2 separate regions of the Bos taurus genome follow, and region 1 is linked to region 2. The links are chromatin contacts, called in public Hi-C maps. All regions are on one chromosome and are shown on one strand. The core of a region is the stretch at or near the end of the contact, and the rest is flanking DNA. Distances in the headings are between cores, read along the strand shown. Region 1 holds the start of BEND7 (BEN domain containing 7). Region 2 holds the start of SEPHS1 (selenophosphate synthetase 1).

Region 1 (5,236 bases), core at 811-3,310, 190 kb after region 2:
ATCCTTCTTAACAGTGATTCCCTTTTGGGGGCCTTAGCCCTCCCAGAACAAGGTTTACAAAACGTATCTCACTTTTAAGATAAAGTAGTAAGTTCCATGAGTTTGAGCAAACTCCGGGAGATAGGGAAGGACGGGGAAGTCCGGCATGCTGCAGTCCATGGGGTCACAGAGTTGGACGCGACTGAGCAACTGAACAACAAAGTAAGTTCCCTGAGGTCATAAATAAGAAAGCCACCTAGATTCCAAAATGAATCAGACAGACCAACAGGCCAGTCATAAATGGAGGTGCTTTTAAAGTACAAATGACTGAGAAATCAACCCTGCTGGGGATAAAAAAACTGTACAGGGTAAAAAGCAAAGCCAAATATTTTGAATATGTACAACTACGCCAGGCTTTTTTCATCAAACAGTATCCAAACTAAATCGGAGTTAACAGATAGGAGTAGATCTTCAAAATGTCTATAATCAAAATCAGTTTCAGACTAACCGAAAGCAGGCTTTATTGAATCTACACCATAGTTAGCTTAGCTGGAAATTGCAATCGCCCTCTAATTTTCATCAGCTTACATGTGACTTCTCCAGGTTGGTAAAACAATCGCCTTGCTCTCTAGTCTGATGCCAATGCTAGATACTACAACAGAGGAACAAAGTGGACAGGTTCTCTGGTTTGGTTTTGACTTCAAGCTGACTTAAAGACGACACTTAAACAGGATTATTCTAAACTCAATATTGGGACTTGTGACATGACGGGGAGAAAAAGTCACCTGCCTCTAATTTAAAGTGACACAATGCATTTTGATAGGCATAATTTTTTGTCTGCCCTTACATTCTTATCGTTTTTTGAAAAGTCAAATCAGGAAAAATAAAGACTCTTTAACAAGTCACCGAACACAGGCAAGACTATTCAACTTTCCTCTCCCCTCATAAAATAAACCCAAGCCCAGAGACCGCGGTGTACACCTGTTAAATCGTCAGGGACCGGCTGGATTTTTTGTTTTTGTTTTTTTCTTTTTAATGATATTTATCTGACTGTTACGTGATCTATTCGAAAACATCTTTCCTGCCCAAATAACATACTCGGGAAAGATGCTGCATGTCATCAATTCTTCTCTGGGCTTGGACACCTAATGAGCTTCTTTCTCGGTCTTACAACAGCCACCACCACCTTTTCTCCTTTTTGCAGGAGGGGAGGAAAAAAGCAAACCAACCCCAAACCACCACGACCACTGGTCCGGGTGGGTGTCCGCACGGCCTGATGGACACGCGTCCTCCCCCACCCGGCCGCCAAACCACAGGAGAGGAATACCAAAGAAGGCTCCCCGCTCTCCAAGTGTCATTGTTTGCTAATTTCCTGATGTGCCCTCCGACTTGTTTACGCGGAATCACATCCTGCCTCCCCCCTCACCCGCAGCCGCACAACTTTCCTCGCCGCCCGGCGTGTGTGCGGCCGAAGCCCGACTCGGGGAGGGGACCCGGGGCGGGGGGAGGGGGGGTACCAGGAGCCCCGGCCCTCGGAGTTGGCCGCACCGGGGGCCGGGGGCTGTTTACGCGGCGGCCAAGTCCTCCCTCGGCCGCCCGCACGCCCCCCGCCCGGCCCGGCCCGGCCCCGCTTACCTCGGTTCACCAGTTTGAAGCTCTGGGATTTCCTGCTCCGCTTCCTCTCCGAGAACTCCATGGTGCGGCGGGCGGGCAGGGCAGGGGCTGCGGCCGGGCGGAGGGACAGAGGGAGCGGCGGCAGAGGCGGCGGCGGCGGCGCTGGCTCTTGTCACCCGGCAGCGGGAGCGCGGGGACCAAGGTCCGTCTCTTGGATCCGCAGGGGGGAGGCACAAGCAAGGGAAAAACCACTCGAGCCCGCCCGGGGGCTGCGGCCGGCGGGGCCGGGCGGGAGGCGCTCTCCCGGGCGAAGTTGCCCCCTCCTGGCCGCCGCTCAGCTCGCCCCCCGACCCCGGCTCATCCCCGGCTGCCGGGCTAGACGCCGCCGGAGCCGAACTTTCCGTTGGGGAGCGAGTTGGGGGCGGGGAGGGCGGGCCGGGGCTGCCGGCGCCCTGGGCGCTCGCCGCGGGCCGGCCTGGGTACAGCTCCGGACGCGGCGGCGGCGGCGAGCGCGGCCCCGGGGACGCGGCGGGAGGGCCGAGGGCGGCGGCGGCGGCGGCGGCGGCGGCAGGGTGCGAGCCGGGTCGGGGCGCTGACCGCCCCCGCGGGAGGAGGGGCGCCGGGAGGAGGCGGCGCCGCCGGGACCCCGGGGCCACCTGCTGGCGGAGCGCGGCCGCCGCCATCCCCCGGGGCCCGGGCAGCCGCCACCCACCGGCCTGGCCGCGCAGCGCCCGGAGGAGGAGCCAGAGGCCGCGGCGCAGCGCCCTCGGCCCGGCCGGCCCACCCGCCCCCGGGGACCGCCGTCCCTGCCAGGCGCTGGGATCCCGACGCCGGTGTCTCGGGGGCCGGCGAGTCGGGGTGCGGCTGCCCAGGGGGGGCCTGGCTCCCGGCTCCGAGCTCGCCTGTATCTTCCCGGGGCCGATCTTGTTCTCAACGACTCTGGGTGTCGGCGACCCTTCTGGCCAGCCCACTCTTCTCGCCGTGAGGTTCAGGGTGTCGGAGGGCCAGACACTGGTTTCAGGCAAGTTTTAGGGGGGAAAAAAAATCAACCAAAACCCAAAAACTTACCCATCTGAACTCTGCAAGGAAAAGAGATTTTAGAATTTACTGATCAGCCGAGTATGGAAAAGAGTGAGCTTTAGTTCTTTACTCCAATGCGAGGAGGGATGTAGGAAGATTGGGAGTTAAGTTCAAGGAGAGAACTTCGAATGTGGGGCTTGGAGACGGTGGATGGGGTGAGCAATGCGACGTCAGTGGGTGCCCCACCTCTCTTCTGACTCTTAGGGAAGACATGGCCAAGGCAGGTGCAGAGGACTCTGCCATTGGGTGTACTAAAGCCAGAAAAATCGGCAGGAATGGAAAGCTTGTGTTAGTTTTATATTGTATTCTTTTCTAGGGAGTTAAGAGTACACTCCATTGCTTTTTCACAACAACTTTATTGTGGGGATGGAAGAGAATTCTATACCAGCGGGGACTGGCAGGTCAGAAATGTGATCTGATAAGCTGAAAAGTACCGCCACCAAACTGGGCATCTCTAGACGCAAATACAAAGAGAGTAAAGAGATGGACGTCGGAACCAGCACTGTGACAAGTTCAGGTGACCTCAAAAGAGTGGAGAGGAAATAAGGGGGGAGGGTATGTTGATAAATGCGGTAACACTGCCAGTCTCACTCAAATGAGGAGGCTCAGGACTCACTCTTTTTCTTTTTTTATAATTTAATGTATTATTTATTTTTGGCAGTACTGGGTCTTCCTTGCTGGGCAGGTTTTTCTCTAGTTTTGGTGCTCAGGCTTCCCTTTGCAATGGCTTCTCTTGTTCTGGAGCACCGGCTCTAGGGCTCAAGGACTCCTTAGTTTCAGTTCCCAGGCTTTAGAACACAGGCTCAGTAGTTGTGAAACTTATTTGCTCCGCAGCACGTGGGATCCTCCGGTATCAGGGATCGAAGCCGTGTCTCCTGTATTAGCAGGCAGATTCTTTACCATGGAGATACTAAGGAAGCCCCAGGAAAGAGAAAAAGATAAGTTGGAGGCAACCTGCATAAGCATATACACACCAGGAAATCAAGGAACCAGGTAACCCGTCAAATGGCAGAAGCAGAGCCTGGTATACCTTCTGAGGTCTTACATTAGGTGGTACATATGTGATAAGTGATATGGGAGGCTTGTTTCAAAGTGAGAAAAAGGACCGTTCAGGGGACTTCCCTGGTGGTCGGGTGGTTAGGACTCTGCACTTAATGCGGGGGGCTCAGGTTCCATCCCTGGTCAAGGAACTATGATCCTGCATGCCAGTGCAGCAGGGGCCAAAAAAACAAGAGGAGTGTTCCTTCTGTTCGATAAAATGAACCCTTAAATAAGAGGTTTTAAATTTTTTTCTCACTGTCTCCTTGGAGATTATATTCAGAGTTCAGGGCCTTTTCCTAGAAAATATGTGTAGGACAAACAAAATTGTATACATTTTTCGGAGTTCTAAAAGGTAGCAGAAAGGATTAAAGTGATAACAAGGGTTGGTCAACTACTCTATTTGGTTTTCTACTGGGTTTTTTTGCCTCTCTTTCTTTAAAATACCTGAAGGTGTTTTGAAGATTTCTAAAGAAACAGAGCACCTGATTCTGTCCCCTGGGCAGGGACCCCTTCTTTCTTTTTTTTAGTGCCTTTAAAAATGTTATTCCAGAAGCCACAGGCTGAGGACTGTACTGATTGAAGAACATTTAGGATTGTTCATGCCTTGGAGCATAAAATGAGACTTTATTATGCTTGCTATGATAAAATCATTGAAGGTACCATACCAAGAAGCAGATCCCTAGGGGGATATTAACAACTTAGCATTTTCAGTTCAAGTGGGAATATGAATTCCGTTTGCTGAAGAAAATATTTTTTATATAGTTAAGAAAAGATATTTCATTGTGATAATGTTTTAAAATAATGATTGTTCTTCTTGACCCTTCTTCCTGGCTCAACAGAAATGGTCTGTGAGCAAGTTGGTCTACAGAGGCCATAGATCAGGCCTGTCCTATTAACAGGTAGAGAAAATCAACAAATATTTGTTTATTCTCCACATTGTGCAAATCACCATGCCTTTATATAACAAAAAAGATAATATATTCAAAATTACCGTTAATAAAAGATCTAAATAAGAGGGCTTCCCTGGTGGCTCAGTGGTAAAGAATCTGCCTGCCAATGCAGGAGATGCTGGTTCAATCCCTGGGCCAGGAAGATCCCCTAGAGAAGGATATGGCAACACACTCCAGTCTTCTTGTCTGAAAAATCCCATGAACAGAGGAGCCTGACGGGATACAGCCCATGGGGTCCCAAAGAGTCAGACATGACTTAAGCGACTAAACTAGAACAAAAGATTAATAATGATGTTTAATTAGAGATTGCTTTAAGTGGTAGATATTAGTTGCTTGAGCTGCCATACAAAATGCAATAGATGAAGTGGTTTCAACAATTGAAATTGACTTTCTCATGGTTCTGAAGACTAGAACCCTGGATTCAGTTCTGGCAGAATTAGTTCCTGGTGAGGGCTCTCTTGTTGGCTTGTAGACAGCTGCCTTCTCACAGTGGTGGAAAGAGAGTTCTGATCTCTTCTTATAATCCCATCATCAGTGCCCCACTCTCTTGGCCTCATCCAAAACCTGATTAC
Region 2 (5,491 bases), core at 1,512-4,011:
TACAAGCCAGGTAAGTCTTAAAAAGTGACTGTACCATTAGAGACATGTTCTGCATCTGTGTTGTTATAATTGTGGCTGCGAGGGGCACCAAGAAGACAGAACTATGGGCCAGCTGGCTTACAGGACACAGTGCCATCTTGAGCAAAAAGTCCCAAACGTTCTTCTAGCTGATGGCATTACAGGAAAACGAGTCACTTCACCTATCAACCAGGAAGTACTATGGTTTAGAAATGAGATGCCCTGGCTAACGTGACTTTTCAGGAAGACCTTTTGCTATCTAAAAGAAAAATAAAATACCTAACAGGCATTTTTGGTGAAATGGAAGTTGATGGATATGGATTTGATGAAATTCTTTATGATGCTAAATTCGATTTTAGAAAAATAGATTTTGATTCCAAGTCAGAAGTACACAAAATGATCCAAAACTATAGGAAGCCTGTCTAAAGAACACAATTTGAAACCTGGAATGGCTGTTTTAACACAGCAAGGTTCATTTTCTACAACAGAGCAGTGGAAAGTTAGTTCTCTGATGTTTTAATTCAGTGCTATTTCCTAGAAAGCAAATGCTGCCCAACTAACTAGTAAACACACATCATTGACAAAGTATACTACTACTCCTTACTGTTTCATTGCAGATCTATAGTGATAAACTGTACTAAATCACTAGCATTTATAGTTTGGGTTACCACTGGAAGTTTCTGGAACAAATCTTTCTAAGTTTGAAGCCTTGGGGCTAAATGAAAACCTTTCCTGCGCTCCCGGGGTTTATAAACTTCCAGACTGATGCTTTATTGGGCACAGAATAACAGACACCCCAAGTTTTAAGGTCAGTTTCCCCTATAAAATTCATGTTTAAGAACATAATTCCCATTTATAGAGTTTTCGATCCCTTGGGAAGCACATCACTCATTTAAAATAAATCTCACAAAGCCTGAGTTCAGGCAGTCATCCAAACTGTCTTTACAAAACCATGTTTGGGGTGAGCAATGATTTTGGTTTGAAACCTACAACTGTAAAGCAGTGAACCTTCCGACAGTCCAAGAAAACACCTGTGCAAAAGGAGGGCGCGAGGCTAATCAAGTTACAGACATGGGAATTCTGAAGCCATTTTACAGCTGGGAAAGTCCAACAGCACTTTGACTTGGAAGGGTTTGCAACAAAAACAACAGTCCTTTCCTCACCAAATGCCTCACACTTAACACCGCCTCACTCCTACCAGGGTCAGAAAAAAATCCAACTCACGAGGCATCCAGTTATTTTCCTACCTCCAATCCCTATCCAAAAATAAAGGCGGGGAGGGGAATCTGGAACTCAGGAGACTAGCTTCCTTTTAAATCTTCCAAGATTTTTAACGGCAAAAAGTTTAAAACACCTTAAGCCCAGAAGGCACTCAGGAGTTTCAAATTTCCAAATAGAATGAGGGACGTAGATCACACAAATCTCAATCCAAAAAAAAAAAAATCTTGCTTTTTTTGGAGATGGGGGGGGGGCCCTGAAGAAAGGTGAAATTAATGGCGGGGCGGGGGGTGGGTTGCATAATATGCAGTCCACTAGAACCCCAAAGCCGCCTGTTTACACCTTTAAAACAATGACATGAATATTTAAAGCAACGGTTAACCCTTTTTTTCCCAGCCACGTTTTAATTTTTTCAAACGAGGGCGCCAAGCTGGCCGCAGAGCCGGGGGAGCGCGGTGAGTGGGGGCAGTTAAGAGGGCAGCCCCGGCCCGGTACCTACCTCCCCCAAGGTTCCCAAGCCCAGGAAACAAACAACGGGGAGGACGCGGCGACTTGGGCGCAAGGGGCGCGTGCCCAGCGGGAAGCACACGTCGGGGCGGCGGAGGGCAGCGCTCGGGGACACCTTAAATCCCTGGCTGCCGCCTTTAAAGGCCACCCGGGCCCGGATTCTTTGTGCGGCGCGGCCAGGAGGAGGCGGAGCGGGGCAGCCGACGGGGCCATGCCCGCCCGCCCGCTCTCTGTCCCGGCGGCAGCGGGAACCGCGCGGCCCAGGCCGCGGGGAGGGCGCGAGGCCCGCACGGCCCCACTAGCCGCGATGGGTCTTCGGGTTCGCGGGCCGGCCAGGCCGGGGCGCCAGGCGTCAGGAGGCGCCCGCGGGGCCGAAGAGAGGGCGCGCGCGGGCGGGGGGGAGGCGGGGAGGGCCTGAAGGCGCCGCGCCCCGGGGACCGGGCTGGGCTCTCTCGCCGCGCGCGCGGGCCGCCGCCGCACAAAAAATGTCGGCGGGCGAAAAAATTAACCCCTGCGTCGCCGCCGCCGCCCTCCCCCTCCACTCCTCCCCCGCCCTCTCCTCCCTCCCTCCTTCCCCGGCCCCGCGCGGCGGCCGCGGCGGCGGCGGCGGCGGCGGCGCGGGCGGTGCTTCTTTTTTAAAGCGGCCCCACCAAGCCCTGGCTCGGCCCCTCTCCAGGCAGCGCTGCAGAGCGCCGGTCGTGCACGGCTCCCGGCGCGCCCGGGCGGCCCGCGGGGGGATCCGCACGGCCGCCCTGGGCCTGCGGACGAATATTCCCCTTTAAGCCTGGTGTCTCGCCCCCCCTCCCCGAGCCAGGCGCTTACCGGTTCGCTTTGCGCCCTCCGCCTCCTCCCGCGAACGGGACTCCGCCGCTCCCACAATGCACCGGGCGCGGCCGGGCTCCCTTAAGCGTCGCCTGAATAAAAAGGCCTCTCCCGGCGGCGGCGCGGAGGGCGGGAGGGCCCCGGCCCGCGCCTGGGCGCCGCGGGGGCTCGGCCTGCCTCGGCGGGCCCCTGCCGGGAACCAGGGCCGCCGCGCTCCGCCGTGCGCCGCGCGCGAGGGGCCTTTAAGGGCCGGCTCCCTCCCTTTAAGAGGCGGCGGGCCGCGGCCGGAGCGGCTCGGTGGCTGCGTGCGGCCCGGGAAAGGGGGCGGGGGCGATGTGCAGGCCCGAGCGCGGCAATGATTGGTCTCGGGGGAGGGGTGGGGGGTTGCAAGCCCGAGGAGCGGTGGCATCCGTTGCACGATGCAAAAAGGATTGATTTCAAAAGTTGCGAGTTGCATTGGCAGCAGCCTTTGGCGCCCGGGCCACCTCCTTTTCCTTGACCCGCTGGAAGGGCCGGGAATGTTTCCCAAAACCTGGCGGGGTTCAACCGTGCTGCGTTCTGCGGGACGCTGTACCTGCTCCCCGAGCGCTGCCGTCGTTCCTACCGGCAGACAATGAGCACGGAGACAATTTGAAAGTCGGGTGAGAGCAGAGGGAATGCCCCCTCTGCCGCGACGAAAGACTTAGAAACACAGACGGCGCGTTTGATTAATAACGACTCTCCCTTCTATTGTTCAGCCTGGCTCGGGAGATCACACGAGCCTTGGTGAACACGCACACGTCCTGCGAAGTTTCTTGAACGTTTCATGCGTTTGGTAGGAAGTCAGAGATTAAGGTTCCTCAGTTACATTGTTTGCTCTCCACAGGTCCAAGTCAACATGGCAGCCTAGTACCGCATGTGTTTGAATGAACACCCAAGGGAGAGATTCACCTTCTGAGATTACTTTTTTCAGATTTTCAACTTTCTAATACGTTGCTGAAGCCAATAAAGTAAAATGCTTTCCTACGACGCCTTTTCGTGCTTCCCTTGAAACCGAGAAGTTGGAAACTGACCAATCTTTTCTAGAGTGGTTCAGCATTTTCCAAATATATTTCGGAGCAGGAGTGTTTTTTGTTTTTTTAACCAGTTTTTTTAACTGCTGTAGGTTCTGTTGTCAGGTTTGTAGGCTACGCAGATGCCTATTTCATTCTTAAAATTTCTGCTTGGCAGTTCCCCAGGGTTTTGATCTGGGTGCAGTCTAGGAGACTGGGCTGTTGCAGGCTCCTCGCGGTCTTTTCTCCGTAGCGTTTCGGGAAGTTAGGAAAGAACACAGTAGCCTAGATTCTTTAATGTGATGTGTTGGAGTTTTGTCAGAGTGACATAACCTACTGGTTGACAAACCTAGATTTGCCTCTGAATCGCCTGGGGTAACCCACGTGCAGGCACTCCCCAGGCAGCACTCCAGATGTCCAGAATCTGGAAAGGGGGATGAATGTCGCTTAATTCCTCTTATCTCCGCCCTTTTAAAATCGATTTTGTGAGTTGTCCGAGGCCTTTTGGTATTGTGTGTTTACTTTTTAGCAAAAAAAAAAAAGTCACAACTGAAAAAAAAAGATCTTGGGAGATTAAGGGTAAGGTGGCTTACTCAAGAGAGGTGAGTAGGACCCTCTCTGAAGATTCATGTCTCATGCTGAGTTTGGTGTTTCTGCCGTAGTCAGCAGAGTTTGGCAGATTTGGTTTTTACAAGCTTAGCTTGTAGAAGAAGGCTGTACCACATTTGGGAGGACATCCTCTCTCTGCCAGAAGGGAAGACAGGGCCACATCTACGGTGAAGAGGGAATTATGCAAGTCAGTCGTAGAGTCGAGGGCACCTGACCCAAAGCTGCAGGAATTCGGACCTGGGAAAGAATTTCAGATGATTTAGTGTGTTATCAGAAGAAGTGTAAGATGACCCCCAGATTTCTGGTTTGAGGGGAACAGAGTAAATAGTGAGGCTACTAGTTGAAACGAAACTATTAGCATGCAAACAAGTTTGAGGTGAGTTCAGGTTTGGAAATGTTAAATTATAGGTGCTCAACTGATATTCTAGGCAGAAGGCAATTGGTAAAATGAGGTCTGCCGCTTGGGGTGGGGGTGGACTCTGAGTTTGAGATGCAAATGTGGGAACCATCAGCATGTAAATGGGGTTTGAAGCCCCGGAAAGGGTTGAGATTAACCAGGAATGAGAGGAGAGGGGGAATAAAAATGAAAGAGACCTTGGACAGAGCCTGGCAGAGCTTCAGACCTGAATGGCTGGGCGAGGCTGAGGCTGATCCCTGCTTTGTGTGGGAGGCAAGCGTTCTCAGAAACCGCTCCTTCCTCCCCAGCCCCTGGGGTTGGAGCCCTTCGGCAGCTCCAGCACACCTTGAGTCAAATTCTGCCAAGCAGAGTTTGTGGACTCTTATTTAAGCCACGATGCCTTGATGTCTCGGGGTCAGGTAATCCACCAGATCTCTCATCCCTCCCTTCTTTGCCCTAAACACAAGCCTCTCTCTGTGCTTCCCCCCCATCAGCTTTCTATGAGTCTTCCCCAGGGGGTTCATCAGAGTCACATCCTGTTGAGAACCATCCCCCTGTGGTCTCAGGTCCTACCAGCTCCTACTGAACAGATGGTTCTCCTGGGTCATGTTACCTGCTGGAGGCTTGTTACAACTACGAATTTACCAGCCCCACCCCAAAGATGATATCTATCAGGTGTAATGGGTGGAATTGTGACAAAGATTCTTTGCTTGGCCGAACCTGTAGTGGGTCTCCTGAACCTCCTCCTAGACCCATCCATGCACTTCCTTGTAAAATCCAGTCCTAGCAAATCTGACGGAGAAGGCAATGGCACCCCACTCCAGTACTCTTGCCTGGAGAATCCCATGGATGGAAGAGCCTGGTAGGCTGCAGTCCACGGGGTCGCTAA

Evidence for each region. A called contact is a pair of places that touch in the nucleus more often than the background predicts.
Region 1: a Hi-C map of liver shows a contact between it and region 2, with 2.0 times the contacts expected there. The contact joins the promoter of BEND7 here to the promoter of SEPHS1 in region 2. A contact is called at or near these places in 4 of 11 Hi-C or Micro-C datasets (liver, skeletal muscle and skin fibroblasts).

The regions. Positions count from the first base shown.
Region 1 is chr13:28,226,446-28,231,681 of ARS-UCD2.0, forward strand. It overlaps BEND7 (BEN domain containing 7), which reads right to left and starts at 2,061. Exons shown (of 9, transcript NM_001369852.1): 1 at 1,615-2,061. The coding sequence starts at 1,675.
Region 2 is chr13:28,031,582-28,037,072 of ARS-UCD2.0, forward strand. SEPHS1 (selenophosphate synthetase 1) reads right to left here and starts at 2,762. Exons shown (of 9, transcript NM_001075316.1): 1 at 2,566-2,762.